Linked DNA regions of Mus musculus: all the other regions are linked to region 1. A link is a contact called in public promoter capture Hi-C data. All regions are on one chromosome and are shown on one strand. Each heading gives the region's core, a stretch centred on a gene start, on an enhancer-like site or on the middle of the called end of the contact. The rest is flanking DNA. Distances are from core to core; before and after follow the strand shown. Region 1 holds the start of Atp5k (ATP synthase, H+ transporting, mitochondrial F1F0 complex, subunit E). Region 2 overlaps Ccdc18 (coiled-coil domain containing 18). Region 3 overlaps Gak (cyclin G associated kinase).

Evidence for each region. Promoter capture Hi-C pulls out the DNA fragments that hold promoters and counts their contacts.
Region 2: a promoter capture Hi-C map of the HPC-7 cell line shows a contact between it and region 1. The contact joins the enhancer-like site here to the promoter of Atp5k in region 1. A contact is called at or near these places in 7 of 39 promoter capture datasets (the C10 cell line, the HPC-7 cell line, embryonic stem cells and 3 more), 3 of 484 Hi-C or Micro-C datasets (the G1E-ER4 cell line, the HL-1 cell line and embryonic stem cells) and 2 of 115 datasets of contacts at active chromatin or transcription factors (both in embryonic stem cells).
Region 3: a promoter capture Hi-C map of liver shows a contact between it and region 1. The contact joins the enhancer-like site here to the promoter of Atp5k in region 1. A contact is called at or near these places in 10 of 39 promoter capture datasets (the C10 cell line, the HPC-7 cell line, cranial neural crest and 5 more), 1 of 484 Hi-C or Micro-C datasets (the AML12 cell line), 5 of 115 datasets of contacts at active chromatin or transcription factors (craniofacial prominence, embryonic stem cells, fetal liver and 2 more) and 3 of 9 other capture datasets (adipose tissue, liver and pancreatic islet).

What each region holds. Positions count from the first base shown.
Region 1 is chr5:108,432,707-108,436,834 of GRCm38.p6, reverse strand. Atp5k (ATP synthase, H+ transporting, mitochondrial F1F0 complex, subunit E) reads left to right here and starts at 2,436. Exons shown (of 4, transcript NM_007507.3): 1 at 2,436-2,509; 2 at 2,755-2,809; 3 at 3,006-3,104; 4 at 3,498-3,589. The coding sequence starts at 2,474. The coding sequence ends at 3,523. It overlaps Gm34319 (a long non-coding RNA gene), which reads right to left and starts at 2,434. Exons shown (of 3, transcript XR_003955776.1): 1 at 2,312-2,434.
Region 2 is chr5:108,213,336-108,217,463 of GRCm38.p6, reverse strand. It overlaps Ccdc18 (coiled-coil domain containing 18), which reads right to left. Exons shown (of 29, transcript NM_028481.1): 26 at 1,340-1,477. Among named protein-coding and RNA genes, the nearest start is that of Dr1, 53 kb to the left of the region's middle. Within about 2 kb of position 2,368, at least 3 of the 459 cell types and tissues checked have an H3K27ac peak or open chromatin away from gene starts, as enhancers often do. A contact at or near this core is called in the HPC-7 cell line, where this site is marked.
Region 3 is chr5:108,598,500-108,602,627 of GRCm38.p6, reverse strand. It overlaps Gak (cyclin G associated kinase), which reads left to right. Exons shown (of 28, transcript NM_153569.2): 12 at 3,125-3,174; 13 at 3,713-3,861. Among named protein-coding and RNA genes, the nearest start is that of Gak, 29 kb to the left of the region's middle. Within about 2 kb of position 2,422, at least 6 of the 459 cell types and tissues checked have an H3K27ac peak or open chromatin away from gene starts, as enhancers often do.

The DNA of each region.
Region 1 (4,128 bases), core at 1,187-3,686:
ATTACTCATCTGATAGGCAGAGTTCAGGGAAGCAATATGACTTGCATTCTGTCACTGATGCCAGACACGGGATTTCTGGGGTGAGAATAAGGGCAGGAGATATGGGAGTGAGCCTGCAGGCTGTGTGGGATGAAAATGTTCAGAGAATACAATGAAGTGAGCAGATGAGAGCCCCCACAGTCCCATAGTTTAGAGCATAAATAAGAGGAGCAGGAAGTAGGACCTCAGCAGCCACAGATGGGACAAGTGGGAATGGATTGTGCATCTGATAGCTGGGTAACTCCTACCCTGGTACATTTCTAAACTGTGACATCTTCCACATTACCAGAGGTGGGTGTTTGTCCAGGTGTGGGAATGATAGTTGAGAGTAAAGGGCCTCAGTTGGGCTCAGCCCAGCTACAGGGGTGGTAAGCTCTGAATTTGAGAGGGCAAGACCCAAGGGAGGATCTTGGCTGAGCCTGGGCACAGCACTAAAGATAGCAGCACACTGGGAATATTTAGATTCTGCACACAGCTGTCCCCAACAGGTGCAGAATCCTCCTACTGGTGTCCTGAGCTATGTGGAACCTTAACCACTTCCACTGCCTGACAAATGACCCCAAGCAACAGCAGATGTCAAGCCATCCGTGTGTATGCTTGTGCCAATGTGTGTATTGTAAGCCTCTTCTGCCTCTACGCCATGTAGCTTCTGTGTACCCACCCCTCAATCCATACTCCCCTTGGTACCCACCCCTCAATCCACACTCCCCTTGGTACCCACCCCTCAATCCACACTCCCCTTGGACCCCCAAAGACACTTGCAGTTCTGGAAGCTTGAGCTGCTAAGGAGTCAGGTTTATTTTAAGATTTAATGAGGGAAACCTGTTTGATCACATAAGTTATCTAACCAGTTGCTCAAGATCAGGGAAGGGAGGGGGCTCAATGTGTAGATGACCATGAGGGGTGAGGAAGTTTACTTGGTGCCTTGTAGGTTAGCATGCCTTTGCAGCTTCCTTGGGGAGCAGTGAGTTGGCAGGAGGGCAGGAATCTCACTGTGGCTCAGGTAGGGATGGGAGTGAGGAACGTCTCAAAGGCAAGGTAAGAGTATGTGGAGCACCTGTGGCACATGGCCTGGGTAATTCTCGTCTCAGTTTAGGAACATTTCTAGGATTCTAACAGAGAAGAACTAGGGCTTTGACTCCAGATCAAATGTAGGCAAAGTTCCAGAGCCTAGGGCAATGGTTCCTCTTCTGATGGCCCCGGAGAGCTGGGTACCTATTATGAGTCCTGCAGTTTTCATTGCTGCATTTTATCCACTTTATATTCATAATTATGTTCTCTTTATAAGTATGGACTATAAAGAGTCAGGAAAAGATACCCCATCCCTACAGACTGTGTACCTTTCCAAGCCCTGGTGCAATGCAAAACTGAGGAGGCTGGTTCAATCAACAGCCTTAGGAAGATTTCAAGTCACTATGGGGCATTGGGGTAAAGCCAGCCATTCAGTGGGTGGCTACAATCTATACTATGACAGATGTACACAAAGATGCTTGCCAATAGACACAGCTGATAATCACCTTGTCTCCATCTTGCCCCATCCCAGGCCAATGATGCTCAACTTTCCTAATGCTGTGACCCTTTAATACAGCTCCTTATGTGACCCTCCCCATACATAACATTATTTTCATTGCTACTTTATAACTGTAATCTTGCTACTGTTATGGGTCATAATGTAAATACTTTTGGAGATAAGTGTTTGCCAAAGGGATCACAAAGGGTTGGTCTAGACCGACATGGCTGCTAGAGAGGTACCCACTCTGGGGACATGGACTGCAGAAAGGTAAGTTTGGCAATCTGGGTGCTCCATGGTCAGTCTCTATGAGGCCTGAAAAGGAGGTCAATAGGACTCAGGATCTGTAGTCCTGAGAGTGTGGGCAGGGAGATGCAGGGGTTAGCCTCATTTGGATGAACATTACCTGTAAAGCCCAATGGAAATTAGGAGCTCTGGGCGAGAAAACACTGGTCGGAGGACATATGTGTCCAATGCCGGAAATTGCAGGAAAGCCCTGGAAGGTTGCTGACCTCTCAGGAAGGGCCAATACAAGTTCTGTAATCTCATGCCCAAACCCACCGCACCCAATGGGCCGCTGGAGTCGGCCAGGTGTGCTCGTCTGTTCCAAGAGATAAAGGGATTGTTTGCGTGCTCCAGTCCACAACAGGTGGGCGACAGATTCCAGGGCTGGTCAGTCATTACACGCCGGTGCTGAAGTAACGAGGCTCTGTGTCACCACCCTTTTGAAGCCAGCTTACACTAACAGCCTAGACTTCCTACCTGGAGAGTAGTAACCAGCCCCGTGGGAACGCTCGGCTATCCTCCAGTCGCTAGGGGGCAGCGCTTTCACTGCGGCGCATGCGCCTTTCTGGCTTCAGGAGGCGGCTTTCATTCTCTGTCTTCCGCCTCAGTTGAGCTTCCGGCGCGAAGGTCACGGACAAAATGGTGCCCCCGGTTCAGGTCTCTCCACTCATCAAGGTGAATCCTCATCCCCGTTGTTGCGCGGTGCTCAAAGCTCCTCTATGCCCCCTTTCCCCTCCCCTCCCGTGACTTAGCATTGCCCACCCTTGGGACTGCTGGCTGTGGTCTCGAGCAATCCCGGCCCTGCAACCCTTGCACACACACCCGCCCCGTACTCCCTCTCCCAGTACTCCTCGATGTCCGACCCCTGCGATCCCCTTGTTCCCTCGGTGTGCCTTCTACTATAATGTTTTCTTCTGCAGTTCGGCCGGTACTCCGCTCTGATCATCGGCATGGCATACGGCGCCAAGCGCTACAGTGAGTTTGGGGACCGGGAGAACGGGATTCCGGGTGAAAGGCTGTGTGACACTGCTCGAGCCTGCAGTTCCTTGGGAGGGAGATGATGCCAGGCCCTAGAGGGGGGCAGGTGGGAACAGCTATCTGGAGATTTTGGAGTCGGCTTTTTCACGAAGCAGCATTTTCAGAGAAGTTAATTGCTTCCACTCCCCCCCAGGTTACCTAAAACCCCGGGCAGAGGAGGAGAGGAGAATAGCAGCGGAGGAAAAGAAGAGACTAGATGAGTTGAAACGGATTGAGAGAGAACTGGCGGAAGGTATGGCTTTTAGCCTCTCCCAACACCCCCGAGTTTTCTGGAAGTAGCTGCTGCTTAGTGGACCAGGGGCTGCCTCTCATCCCATGACTGTTTTGTCCAGTGCTGTCCTCCGTGGAGCCCAGTGGAGTGTGAGAGGCATACTGCCCCTTCTCTTGGGTAGCATCTGCAAATTGCCTTTCGAGAGGTTACTGCTGAGCAGGCTCTCTGACCCCTCTGTGTTGACTTCCTGTGGATTCCAGTCAGATGGAGAAGGCAGTTGGGGATGCAAAGGATGGTTTTAGTAATGAAGTTAGGGTTCTCTTGGAATTAGATTCTTGATTGTTTAAAGCCCAAGTCCCCGTAAGGTGGCCCAAGTCTGTATAATGTTTGACATGGTCTCTTCTCACTTTTCAGCTCAAGATGACAGCATTCTCAAGTGAGGCGTCAGCGAGCTTGCTTTTCTCTAGTCGTTGAGAACGAATAAAGCTTCATTGTGTGATGCTGTGGCTTCCTCTCTCTTTACTGTTTGCTTCTAGGTACCGGCTCTGTGGTTGCATCCTGGCTTTTCCTTGGGTAGGGAGGGTCGGGGGTGGGGTGCAGTGGGTGGAGTTTCAAAGGAATTAATGATCATTACCAGACACACAGACAAAGCGAGAAGTGCTGGGGCATGTGAAGGTGCAGTGGTAAGGCCAAATTAGGGCTCCAGGGATGCCGGGGTAATCCCTGGAGTGGCCTAGCCTCCTGGAAGCAGCTTGCTCTGCTCTGATCTGCACTCTTCTGCTTATGTCAGCAGCTCGGGCCCAGTACAGGAGGATGGGTGTTGATGCCTTCACAATAACGTGGGTCTTGTGCCCCCAACTGATAATTCTTCTCTAGTTCTTAGAAAGTGACCTAAAGCTGAACTATTCAAGGAGGCCTGGACGACTAGGCCCTTGTGTCCAGCTGGGGTGCTAGTTAGTTCTTGTCAACTTGACACAAACTAGACACCCGGGAAGAGGGAGCCTCTGTTGAGGACTTGTCTATCAGATTGGCTTGTGGACATGTC
Region 2 (4,128 bases), core at 1,119-3,618, 220 kb after region 1:
TTAAAGAGATCTGAATCTAAATGCATTTAAATAAGACATAGTTACAAGTCCCCTCTCCCCATCCCCAGGGCCTCATAAATTGTTACTAAACTCTCAATAAGAGTTTAATACAAAAGTAGGGGGAAAAAAAAAGCACATATATTTAATCCCAGCACTAAGGAGACACAGGCAGGTGGATGGATCTCTGTGAGTTTGAGGCCTGCTTGGTTTACATAGAGTTCCACAAAAGTAAGCGCTACATCCTGAGACAATGTTCCAAGGGGAAAAAGGTATAATACAAATGCTTTTTTAGCCTTTGTTTTACAGAAAAAAAAAATGTTTTCTTAGCACCAAACTCAAGATTATTTAGAACATATACAATGAGTTTCGGTAATATTTTCAAACGTTTTAAAAGAAATGAACAGAGCACAGGGTCCCCGGTGAAAGTACCCAAGGAGCTGAAGGGGTCTGCAGCCCCATAGGTGGAACAACAAAATGAACCAATCAGTACCCCCAGAGCTCCCTGGGATTAAACCACCAATCAAAGAAAACACATAGTAGGACTTGTGGCTCTAGCTGCATATGTAGCAGAGGATGGTCTAGTCGGGAATGCCAGGAAGGAGGAGTGGGCAGGTTGGTAAGCAGGGTGGGGGGGGGGGGGTGTTCAGAGGGGAAACTAGGAAAGGGGATAACATTTGAAATGTAAATAAAGAAATTATCTAATTAAAAAAAAAGCTTTAATGTTGTTAATCCATTCCAGATTAAGTTAAGTAAACTTTTGGAAAAAAATTGGCTGTTTTTAGAAAGGCTTTTTAAAATACATTAGACAGGGCCTGGAGAGATGGCTCAGTGGTTAAGAGCACTAACTGCTCTTCCAGAGGTCCTGAGTTCAATTCCCAGCAAGCATATGGTGGCTCACAACCATCTGTAATTGGGTCTGACGCCCTTTTCTGGTGTGTCTGAAGAGAGCAATGGCAGTGTACTTATATGCATAAAATAAATAAATAAATCTTTAAAAAAGAAAGAAAAATATTCTAAGTAGTAGTACTGTTCTTTTTTCTTCTTTGGTTTTTTGAGACAGGGTTTCTCTGTATAGCCCTGGCTGTCCTAGAACTCACTTTGTAGACCAGGCTGGCCTCAAACTCAGAAATCCGCCTGCCTCTGCCTCCTGAGTGCTGGGATTAAAGGCGTGCGCCACCACACCCGGCTAGGAGCTAGACCTCTTAACTCCAGAGCACAATAGCCTTTTAATTGCATTAAAGATTACAATGAACACTTCAAAAACTAGACTCATGTTTTCATCCTAGTAAGTAAATTCATCTTTGTGGGGGCTACTGACACAAATTTAATTTTTCTTTACCTCTATCTGATAAGCTTCTTTCAGAGAGTCTACTTCTGAGGATAATTTCTTTATTTCTGCTTGCATTCTTGCTTCTAAATGAGCTTCACGTACTTGAGAAGCCCCCAGTTCTTCAGCCAAACGATTTCCATGAGCTTCCTTAAAAACGACACATTAAATAAATGGAATGTAGGGAGCTTATTTGGTTTAGCATAGTTAAAACAATTCAGTGCCTTAATGGAAGCAAGCTAGTCTTTATGTAAAACACAGGCTTATTATACAGTACACTTTTGAATATAGACGTTTCAGAGATGACCAAAAGAAGTACATTATATTCTACATAAGTTAATGAGCCAATCCTTTCTTGAAACAAAAAACCATAAAATGCTGAACTTTGGCAAATAATGATTTCCACTTTGGCAGATAAGAGCCTGCTCTCAGGTGTCTCTGTGCAGTTTTTTCTTACCATATAAATTATCTGCTTTTACAGGAATGATTTGTATTTTTTAAAAATCTGTAGGAGTGTTTTGTTTTGTTCCGAATACACACACACACACACACACATACAAAACACACACAAAATGTGTGTACCTGGTACCTACATATGCCAACACAGAGTGTTGGATTCCCTGGAACCAAAGCTACAGATAGTTGTTAGACAGACAGTCATTAGCCACCATGTAGATACTGGGAAAGGCTGCTCTTAACTGCTGAACCATATCTCCAGCCTGATTTGTATTTTTATTCAAACCTATTTATGTTGGTCAATGCAAGTTGTGGTTATGATTTTAATTATAAGACTTTACCACACGCAGTAGTCTCCCCTTGAATAAAAGAGGTTTGTTCTCTGTTGCTTTACCTTCTAGAGTTTCAGCAACCTGCAGTCATCCACAGTCCAAAGATAACAAATGTGAAATTACAGAAATAAACAACTTATAGTTTTCAAATTGTGGGCTATTATGAGCAGCTTGAGGAAAGCTTGTATCTCTTGCTCAGTCTACCACGGCATGAGTCATCTGTTTGTCCAGTGTAACTACTATCAAATTAACTGTGTTCCAGGAACCCTCTTTTGACTTAATAATGGCCCGGAAGTGCCCATCTCAAAGAGTACAGTGTATGTGTGTAGAGCTCAGCATATACCTACTAAAGGTCTTTAAAATGTGCATTTCTCATGGATAAGAGGAAACACTAGTGAAATATGGATGGAAATATTTTAAAGTAAGAACTAAGTTAAAAGTTTTGAAATAAGGCCGGGCGTGGTGGTGCACGCCTTTAATCCCAGCACTCGGGAGGCGTAGGCAGGCGGATTTCTGAGTTCGAGGCCAGCCTGGTCTACAAAGTGAGCTCCAGGACAGCCAGGGCTATACAGAGAAACCCTGTCTCGAAAAACCAAAAAAAAAAAGTTTTGAAATAACTCAACAAGAGTCATAAACATCTGCTACCCAATCATAACTAGTCAAAACTAATAAAACTGCGTGGGAAGTGACACATGTATTGCCCCAACAATAACAATAATACCAGGTATTCTATTATTTTAATTCTCCCTTTAGTTGAAAAAAAAATAACTAGAGGATGGACTATAAGTATTGTGTTACAGCTCTGAGGAGAAAGGAATCCTGGCAGTCACAACACACAACACACCTCATGCAACAGATTTATTGGGAGAGAATACCCAGGGGGAGGGGGTGGTGGCTTCTGCTTGGGTGAGAAGCAGCAAAGGACAGAGCAGAGAGTCTGTAAATGAAGACCTTAATAATGGGCGTGGGCGTGGGAGAAGCTTTCCAGGGTAAAGACTTCCAAGGTGGGGATTGCTAGGACTTTAAGACCAGAATTTGAGCTTTGTACTCTGTGTGGCAGGGGCTGGGTCAGCCATTAGGGCAATGAGAGTGTTCTATAGGTTGAATCTGGTGGTGGAGGTCCTCAGGGGAGGGGCCTGGCCATTTATGTGAGTTGAAGAGTTACAAGTATAACTTATGTTAAAAGACTAAATACAATTCTAATTAGATTATTCATAAAAAATATCCAGGTTTGACCCAAAGCAAAAGATAAACATGAATCTATAATTAGTTTGGGATTAAAATGTAATATTTTAAAACTTGCATTTTAAGCAATGTCCCATTAAACTCACTTTGAAATTAAGTAATCTTAGTTTATCAAATAAAAGCAATTATACTAAACTCAGACATTATCAAAGAAGAACACAAATGAGATAAAAGTCCCTTTTTAGGTAAACATCCTAATATCTGTTATATTGCTAATAATTTTCCTACATATTCTTAACTGCTCTAATAATCCAGAAATCTGAATAAAAACACAGCTAACCTAACAAAGCTAAAGGAGGATTGTTTTTACTATGTGATGGATTATTAAGTGTACCGGAAAGTAGAAAAATAATAAGAAGTTCCAGAATAAAATAAAATTTTTCTCAAGGTCTAAGTAATTAAAAATAAATCAGTCTAAATTCTCTTTAAACAAGTTGCTAAATGTATTTCTGAGAAAATAAATTTTTATTAGTACTCTTGATTTTAAATAGTACTTTACCATCACAAAGCTTCTGAAATAAAGTTTTTAAAAATAAATAAATACATACATACATACATACATACAAATATAAAAAAAAAGAAATTTTGACAGTTTTTAATTTAGAAGATAGTTCAAACACTTGAACATCTAAAGTGCTACATAACTCGATTTATTGAGAACTAGTGTGGCCAGAGTTCATTTTTGAAGGTTTTTTATTATAAAATATTATATTATAAAGAATTTAAAACCTAAGTACAATACTAGTAGCTTATTTTAAAAATTGTAGT
Region 3 (4,128 bases), core at 1,173-3,672, 170 kb before region 1:
AAGTTCATCATCACCAAAGGAAGCCAAGATGGAAACTCAAAGCAAGAAGCTCTGGAGGTAGGAACGGATGCAGAGGCCATAGAGAAATGCTGCTTACTGACTTTCTTTCTGTGGCTTGCTCAGCCTGCTTCCTTATGTAGCCCAGGACCACCTGCCCATAGGCTAGTCTTATGGAGGCATTTCCTTAATTGAGTTTTCCTCTTTACAGATAACTACAGCTTCTTTCAGGTTGATAACAAACAAACAAACAAACAAACAAAAACAAGACAAGACCAAATTCTAACAATCACAAGTCTGAGACCCCTGTCCCTGGGACCCGATATAGAACTAGCTTTGTACATCATCAGCTCATGATCTCCTTAGCTCTGCTAGTATCTGTCATGATAGCACTATTCTTTTTCTTTGCTGTCAAATAAATGAAGCAGTTGCAGAGCAGTTCCTGCCTATTTTCATTATTAGAAGTCAGTCACTATCAGACCTGGGCCACAGTGGGTGTGAATATGTGCTTCAAATGAACGGCCCCAAAGCTGTAGTGAGTTGAAGCACTGTGTTGAAGGTTGCTCTGTCAGCTTTTCTGGAGGGAGCTGTGACTGAGATACTGGCTCTTGTCAGTATGGATGCTCCTGCTGCCCAAGGATGCCTGCTGCTGTAGTAAGCACCATTGGATCATAGTATTTGTGGTCCCCAAACTCCTTTGGTTGGTGAAACATCCTTCCCTTTTTTGTTGTTGTTGGTTTTATGTTTGTAACCTTAGCAGTTGTATATTTGTGCCTGTGCCAATGGAGGAGTGCACATGAATGTGCTACATTTTGGAAATACAGATATGTGAACATGCATATGCATGTGCCTTCTGTGTGGAATATATGCTTAAACCACTAGGCATGTCCAAACTTTTGATATTGTGATATGATCTCTGTGTTAGGGTTCTTTAAAGGAATAGAACTGATAGAATATATATTATGTATTTATATATATATGAATATATATTATGTATTTATATATTTATTTATTTATTAGATTGATTTACAGGCTATAGTCCAGATAGTCCGGTGTTGACTGTCTCATGACAGAAAAGCCAATAATCTAATAGTTATTTAGTCCACATTGCAAAAGGTCTAGTGAGGCAGTTACTCCAGTGTCACCCTTTGGTTCTCTTGGGTCTGCCCATCTTTCTGAATATAGACTTAGGCATAACTTTTCCTTCTTTCCTACTTTCAGATGTTTTCCAAAGCTTTCTGTAGTACTTTGGGCTTTTTTCACTTTCTCAAAGGCTTCACTTCCCACCATATGCCTGCTTGTCTGCCATGTTCCTGACCTCCATGCCTAACTCAAATGGCATGGCCCTCTTTCTTACAACTATTAGTCTATAATAAACTTTAAAACTGAAGCAACTCGTGATGTTTTAAGTAAGTTTATGATTTTTGTGTCGAGCTTTATGCATAACTATCTTTGAGGCTGCATATAGCCTGTGGATTACAGAGTAGACATGGCTGATAAGAGTTCCATAAACTCCTATGTTTATTAAATGGACTTACATGTAGCAGCAAACACATCATTGTTTGACTATATCAATGAAGGTGCCCAAGTTTGGTGACAGGTGGCAGAACTGATCGCTTCAGGTTGTCTTGGTTGCCTGAAGCTGCTTCATGTCCTAGAAGCCACGGTCTGGGCTACTCTTGTCTGTGCTGAGTACAACTCTAATTTGTATACCCTTGAACCTGTGCCCAGAGATGAACTGTCAGGGTCCCTGGATTTTTCTTAAGTGGGTTAGAGGTTAAAGTATACTGTGTAGAGCCCTAAGTGATACTCAGTACCCATTGTGTACCAAGTGTCTTAGGTTTGCTTTCCTATACCTGACCTGATGCTGGGCACACTTGTCTTCCTTGAGGGACAGCTAGGTTCTTTTCATGCCACCATTTGCTGCATATTTGCAGCCTGCACTCTTTACCTTTATGGCCCTGATTGATTGGAAAGTCACTATGTAGACAAGGCTGGCCTTGGTCTGAAATCTGTCTCTACCTTCAGAGTTAAAGACAAATATCACTGATATCTGGTATCTTGGATACTACTGGGTTATTAATTGTTTTTGTGAAGAAATAGATTAGAACTAGTTAGTTCTGATCTGTGGCTTGTCTGTTTAACTGCCTTTCGCCACAGAAATGTTAGCACCAGATAAAGCTGCATTTTAGTACGTCCTGGTTTATGTCTCAGGGAGTCCTGTGTAACCGAAGTGAACCTGACTTAAATAGGTTCAAATGACATTTTAAGGTGTTAAGATTGCCTTAATCAGATTTTACTTCAGTGAATGTATAGTGTATGTCTGTTCTTTTTTCCACCTGGCTCTCTGTAATGGCCCCATGGTGACTCTGCTGATGCCAAGTGTGCCTACCTCAGCTCTGTCTCTGACTTTCCTGTCTGACCTCACTGCCCAGCTATAGTGTAGTACTCAAAATACTTAGGCAACAATGTTCACCCCCCACCCCCACCTCCCTCCTTTCCAAGGAAACGTGGCTGTTCTGGCATAACTGGTTTTTTGAGAGGAATTGTTGAATAAGTTTGCCAAGTTCTTGCAAAATTAGTTAGATTTTGATCTATATTTTTTTCAGTTGTGTAAACCAACTTAGGGGATTGGTTTCTAAGACTTTTTGGTGGCCATGAGCAGTAATATATCTTGGTCATTTGGGATGTCTTTTTTTTTTCCCCTCCAGCAGTGTCTTCTGTCTCCTTTCGGATCTTCATAGGGCACAGGGTGTGCTCTCTTATGTTCCTATCCAGTCCCCTGGAGCAGTGGGACCAATGGTTGATGCTACTTACTGTTCTGCTTCAGTTACTATTTGGTCAGGATCAGCCCTCAATGTTTTTGCCTTGGAGAACACTTCAGAAAGCAAAAGATGGCCGGAGCTTTTCCATGGGCTGCTCTCTTCTGCTTTTATTCCACTTTTCATTGGTTGTCAGCTTACACAGCAGTCTTACACAAGACATGCACATGCACACTACTTAGAGGATACAACCTGTAAGCAAGGTTGCCTCAGTATTCTAGGACATAGGCTCTTCTTAAAGTTTTTATAGCTAAGTGTTCCATTCCATTCAATTCCATTCCAATTGAGTGTTCTTTCTATTCCAGCTATGCAAAGGGTGATCTGGACATATCTTACATCACATCCAGGATTGCAGGTATGTCTAATTGGATGATAGACATCTGTAGGGGATGTAGACAAAGGATCAGTGGAAGTAGCCAAGGTGCAAGGTGCCTCTTTAGCTTCTTTGATAGCCATGGATCCATCTGAGGTTTGACCTGGAGAATTACCCCAAGAGTGGAGGGTAGGTTACATATATTGAGCATATTTCCTGGTCAGTGAAAAAGACAAGGCCAGTGTCAGCTTCTGGCATGACTGGAACTCTGAGGATACAGAGAGAGTAATGGTAGGACCATATACATTTAAAACGAGATAGTCTAGGCAAACTATAATGAGAAAAGCTGGTGTTCCTAAAGACCATGGTGTATATCAGGTAACTGGGAAAGCTCTCCCAGACATCTGTAGTTAACTTTGTAATGTTTCTCATACTGTAGTTTATATACATCCCACTACATAGGATGGGAGACTTTAAGAGGATGAGAAGAGCCTATGTTTGGCCAGCTACCTGGCTGGGAGGTGAGCCCAGCCCAAGAGGGCAATCCCCTAGTGTCTAACTTTGGCCTGCTTTGTTTCAGTGATGTCATTCCCAGCAGAAGGTGTGGAGTCTGCAATCAAAAACAATATAGAGGATGTGCGAATGTTTCTGGATGCTAAGCATCCAGGACATTATGCTGTCTACAACCTTTCTCCAAGGATATACCGGGCTTCCAAGTTTCACAACCGGGTAAGTGGCCTTGAACTCTTCTTTTATGATTTGAGCCATTTTCCCCACTTAAGTACAGTTTTAAGTGATGGAGCTGCACTAGGCTGATGTGGACAGTGCCAGGCGACTGCAGGGAGCTGACCATAGCAGCTGCCAGAGAGGCTAGGGCTCGAGGTGTGGCCAGGGGTGGAGATATCCCAGAGTTTAAAGGAAATGTTACACTATGTGTGCATGCGTATGCGCGCGCACACACACACACACACACACACAGAAAGAGAGAGAGAAACC